2 separate regions of the Zea mays genome follow, and region 1 is linked to region 2. The links are chromatin contacts, called in public Hi-C maps. All regions are on one chromosome and are shown on one strand. The core of a region is the stretch at or near the end of the contact, and the rest is flanking DNA. Distances in the headings are between cores, read along the strand shown.

Evidence for each region. Hi-C and Micro-C count contacts between places; a contact is called where the count stands out from the background.
Region 1: a contact with region 2 is called in a Hi-C map of endosperm, with 2.6 times the contacts expected there. The contact joins the promoter of LOC100383418 here to the promoter of LOC100272607 in region 2. A contact is called at or near these places in 6 of 25 Hi-C or Micro-C datasets (bundle sheath, ear, endosperm and 3 more).

Annotation. Positions count from the first base shown.
Region 1 is chr7:87,057,775-87,060,673 of Zm-B73-REFERENCE-NAM-5.0, reverse strand. It overlaps LOC100383418 (flowering time control protein FPA), which reads left to right and starts at 1,256. Exons shown (of 5, transcript XM_008654306.4): 1 at 1,256-1,392; 2 at 1,469-1,843. The coding sequence starts at 1,390.
Region 2 is chr7:86,887,967-86,890,828 of Zm-B73-REFERENCE-NAM-5.0, reverse strand. LOC100272607 reads right to left here and starts at 1,400. Exons shown (of 11, transcript NM_001147070.1): 1 at 1,256-1,400; 2 at 372-467. The coding sequence starts at 1,375.

The DNA.
Region 1 (2,899 bases), core at 7-2,506, 170 kb before region 2:
GTTTTTCAAATTCTAAATCAGGACCATCTTTCGGTGGAGGACCCACAACCTTTCTTTTCTCCTTTTGTGCCTCGAGAAGACATGCTTCTTCATCCTAGTTCTGATTAATGGGATAAAGAACCGTAGCAGGAGCTGTAGACTTTTTCAGAGGCACGACGAAAAGATGCTTGCAGTCGTGAGTTTACCGACGGTGGGTGCTAATGTTGGTCACTTGTTTTAATACCTTCAGATAGATCAAAATAGGGCAACACAACTAATAATAGAAAACCTTCATTCCTTTACCGAAGGATAAACCAAAGGAAGAAGATTATAAGAATAAAAGAACTTTTGAGTCAAATACAATTGTTCAAAAAAGAATAATTACTGCCGAGTTTTTATCATTGCTCCTCTTCAATCACAAACAATTACAAGTGTACCTTCCCATGGCTCTAGCTATCTCCGACGTCGTTCCTACTAGACATCGGCTAGGGTTGTTGAAGGAACAGAGCTATGCGCCTTAGGGAAAGTGGATGAAAAAGAACGAATAGTTTTTTTTCTATGTAATCGGTGGGAATGGTGGATAATTATTCCCTAACTTCACAAGAATATTGAAAAACAGTGTTGCAAAAATACTCTTTTTGTTGCTTTATAAAAAAAGGTAAAGCTAGTCCCAACTTCACATTTTTTGGTGAAGCTGAGTTGAAGTCTGAAATGTTTGGCTCAAGTTTTGTGAAGTTGAGTCGATTTTCGTGAGTGAAGCAGTCCAAACACCACTTAACTATGATCGTTATTTTTATTTAGGCTGTTTTCGATGGATGGTGCAAAATAGGGGACGCGATATTATTTGACACTATTTGCAGAGTGAAGTTTGAAATAAAAAATACGATAGTGATGTAATATATGATCTGCTGGAGATGGCCTTACACCTGAATTCATAGTAATTTTTTATTTACTCACACCCATATAGAGAGGTACAAACATGATATATTAGGAGAGATTTGATTTTTGCCATTATAAAGAATTGGCTTTGCAAAATTGTTATCATACCACATTTATGAACTCACAAGTCAAAGACTCGGTGGTAATTATAGGCAATTATAAACCAGAAGATTCTTTTAGGACTATTTGGCAACTCTAGTTTTCTAAGTGATTCTCATTTTTTTTCAATTTAAAATAAACTAATTTTCTTTAAAAAATAAAAATCCTTTAAAAAATTAGTTGCCAAATAGCCCTTAATGGACTAAAAAATTCCAAATTTCTCGATACATCAGGGTCCGTGATTGAAATCGACAAAAAAATTAAAGAGAAAAACCATTCTCGGCTTCCTCATCCGTCCCATCGAACCGCAAACCCTAACCTTTCGATTGCCGCCGCCCGCCGCTCGCTGCTGCCCGCCGCTCGCCGCGGCCAATGGTACAGCTCCATCCTTTATCTCTCACGTTCGTGTTAAACTGCAGCTGTCCTGATCAATCTCGACCGGTTTTTGCAGATGGCGAGGGGCCGCCGCGGCCCGGGTGGACGGGGGAGGTTCGGCGGCGGCCCGCTGGGCGACGAGCGGCCAGTCCGTCACGGCGTCCGCGTCGAGGAGAACCCGTACTTCCCATTACCGCGTCGGGCGTCGGGCTGGGGAGTGGCACCGCCGTCGCGGCACCTGTGGGTGGGTGGCCTGGCGCCCAGCGTCACGGCGTCCGACCTGTCGGAGCTGTTCCTCCGGTGCGGCGACGTCGAGGGTGTTGCCCGCGAACCCGGCCGGAACTTCGCGTTCGTGAGCTTCCTGCGGGAGGGGGACGCTGTGGCCGCGGTGCGGGAGCTCCAGGGGGCTCGCCTGGCTGGGGCGCCTGTTAGGATCGAGTTTTCCAAGGGGGTCAGTGTTGAACATCCTCTGTTCATTATATGTTTATTTAATTTGACTCCAAGCAATTATCGGTGCGGTGTTCTTCTCTTATCTTGTGTACAAAACCTAAGCCTTTCAAGAAAGGCTGAGTATCAACAATTAAATTTAGGGTTCACAGCACTGCCCCCGTCTCAAATCGGTTCAAAACAGGTATGCCCGGAAATGTGCAGGAACAGAGAGTAGAAGGCTGTTTCATGAGCCTGGCTAATGAAGAATCTCAATGTTCACCTGCACTGAAATTCTACCAGTGCAGGATTTATTTAGTCAGCACCATTGGTCACAGGTTTCACTGAATCTGAACAATTACACCCACAGTGTCTCTGCATTTGTGACCCTTGTCAGATGTCCTGCAAAGGGCAAATGATAACCATATTGGAGGAACATAGCTAGGATTATTGCATGTATCTTCCCCTTGCCATCACACCCTAAATCATCAATACTAGAAAGTACCTGCTTGAGTGTTGCTGTTGTCTCGTGTCAATAGTTCACCAATAGCTATGAGGCACTGAGTAATTTTTTCTATTTATTTAGGGCAACTCTTGCCGCGCAGTTCTTAGAGCATCTTCACTAGTTCCCAAAAAAACTTCCTAAATTTAATTTAGGGTGTTAGTAACCAAAAATCATGCTTCAACAGTTCCTTAAATGAGATCCCTAAATATACCAACTTCTTAAATATCCTTATTTAGTCCCTAAACTTGGGGTCTTGGGAGTTGTTTCGCACTCTCAATAGCCTGTTTTGCTCATCAATCACACCGTGAAATCACTTGTCTAACATCGAGTTCGCACACGTGTACAAGTGATACATTTTAAATGATCTAAGCTGTAGAAATGATGAATTTACCATCGAGTTAGCATAATTTAAAAATATTTAACAACCTAAGAATTGGGAACCGTTGGAGGCTAAGGTTGTTTTTGTTCCCAATATATATTTAGCAACTTGCTAAATCAGAGTTTAAAGGGCTTTTTTAAGAGAACTAATGGAGATGCTCTAGGTCATATCTGGGGCGTCCTTATATTTAATCAAAG
Region 2 (2,862 bases), core at 151-2,650:
AACATTATATGTTGAGTTACACCACAATAACTGATAAACTGAAAAGTAAATTATATTGCGCACAAGCTAAAGAAACAGGAATATTACTGTAAAGTACCTGTCACAATTTCTGCAATAGCCAAAGCTTGAAGTTAAAAGGGAGGTGCAGATGAGAAGCATTTGTCCCTCTTTGGCATATCACGCAAACTAATGCTTTCTTAAGTTCAATGTCATAACTTATTATCTAGGTTCTATAAGATAGGGAATATACCAGTTATGCAGATTTTCAAAATTTACCAAACCGATCATTATCTTAATAAGAAAACAGTGGGGAGCGTATCCCATTCTGTAAAGATAAATTTGGTACCAAGGACAGAAGGAGAGAAAGTTACATGGACATGTGGATCAATGCTCCAGACACGTGCGGTATGATCGATCGATCCTGAAGCAAGCTTTGTGCCTAGGCAGTTCCATGCTACAGAGTGCACCTAATGATAAAAACTATCAGAATGGTGAACACAATGATAAGATTACCAAAGAAATGCATAAAACAAAGCAAAAATAAGAACCCACAAATCAATCTAAATTTTGTACCGACAAGTACTAGGGTAGAGTGGTTTTGCTTTGAAGATCGCTATGAGGAGTTAAGGACAATTAAGCAACACATTCAACATAATGTAAGAAACAAAGAAAAAACATCCTCAGAATGTCATATATTCATCCTGAAAGAAAGATCATTCCTTCTTATTTCTCCTCATTGCAACTTTACAACATGCCCTAAGATAATCTCAAATTTCTTTATAGAACCAGAGGAAAACTGCTCTTGCTCCCCTGCAAGGACAGGCACCACGGCCCCTTTGCTGCAACAAAGGACAACCAAAATAGATTGCCTATTGCAACTAAATTCATTTGCAACTAACTGTGGCTGCAGCAATATTTCGTTTTCATCATGCCTTAACATTGACTCCTTTCATGCTCTATATAAAGAGAAGAAATAGCTAAATCCCCTCTCCACGCTTATAGCTTCGAATCGAAAGCAAGATAGGTCCACGATCCCATCTATGTTCTCAGGAACCAAACCGGAAGGCCCAAAGATTGTTACTTCCGCACCTTGTTTCATCATTCTGCATGCAAGGCCGGAATTTAGGGCCTCACCCTACGAATTGCAACCCTAATGATTGGAACTTCGAAACCTTTCTTCTGGCGAGATTCTGGGTTTTATAGGGGCTCAGAAGAAATTATAATGGGATATTGGGGAGGCGTTGAGAGGTATTACCTTCTTCTTGTGGCCGTAGTATTCCCTCGACACCAGGTCCCTTAGATTCGCCCCAGGGGTCGAGCCGCCGCCGGCGGCGGCGCCACCGCTGCCCTTCCTCTCCTCCTCTCTGCTCTCCATGCGCTCTCGCCCCGTTTTGTCCGGGAGGGGAGTAATCCAATTCCAATCCCAAAGTACACAAACTAGCCCATGAAGAGATCGGGCCAGGCCTGATGGGCTAGGCTACATTAAAACATTCAGCAACTCAGGTCCTGTTTGTTTAATATGATCTAGGCCCATGATTCCATAAGCTACCAACCTTCATTTTGAAAGAAAAACCTATTCCTTAACTGTCACACCCGTTTCTTTGAGACAGAGCCGGGTGCATAGCATATGTGTGCCAGGATTTATTTTCACACATATATTGACATTACAAGTGTAATATATTAAAAGAATGATACATAAGAGCGTAAATAAAGATTATATTAACATGTTACACTTCGAACAGACATAATGTCTTAACCTTTATTCATCAAAGTACAGCGAAACATGGACATCCATCCACAGGAAGATGACCGGGGGTATCAATAGACTAGCATCCATGGAGCTCAGCATCATAACTTCATCTGCAAACTTCTGATCAAAATTTAAGCAAGGGTGAGCTCACTTATGGTCAGGGCTCAGCAAGTGGGGGAAAATGCAAGGTAACAAGGTAAGGCTAAAGTTAAATGCGATTGGCATTTTAGTTGGTCAACATTTTATTAACAACACTTGTCTTACTAATAAGTGTGAATCCCAAGTATTCCCATTAAACAAAGGTATAAGAGTATATCAAAAACACTTAAGTGAAACCACTTAAGCAAACCATTGGCAGATCATCGGATCTCGATTTATTTCCATCTTCAAGTTCAATTATCATGTGAGGAGTCTAGGCTGCTCTTAACCGTGAGCACAGCTGATATATCAGTTTTACACTCTGCAGAGGTGGCGCATCTTTACCCATGAGTCACGATCCCCTTCTAGCTTGGGTTAGCTAGACCTGTATTCACTTCCGAGGTGAATGGCTAAGGTCTCACTACGAGGCTTTTCCCTAGAGTCCTCATTATGCAAATGCTGGAAATGGTCAAACTGCATAGAGCACATCTAACGTAACCAACTTATAGTCCAGTCTGCAGGGTAAAGCTTTGGGAATTATGCATGTATCCAATCTGTCTGAGCCAGAAATATAAGCGCTTGCCAGATGCCCCCGTTCCGGTCGACCACGACCAGCACCCAACATAAGACTTCCCTAGTTATTTAGCCAAGGGCGTCCCATACCACCCTCATGGTAGCACTGTTTTCCCGGGTGGTCACTTCATGTTCCAATTAAATCATATGATCTTGCTTAATCGTCGGATTAGCAACAATAATGTAAACTTACCAATTGGAACCTTAATATCACAAATCGGAGTGACTGCATAAAGTTAAGTTGTAGCAATAGCATAGCTACGAAGGTAAAGTATAATACCCAAGTTTGATCAAGGAATATGGTAGAAAAGGTTAGGTGTATCCGAATAGGTAACCCATCAAATTATGCATATATATCTAAGTTCTTAAAACCTGACCCGGTTTGAAACACCGACCGCATT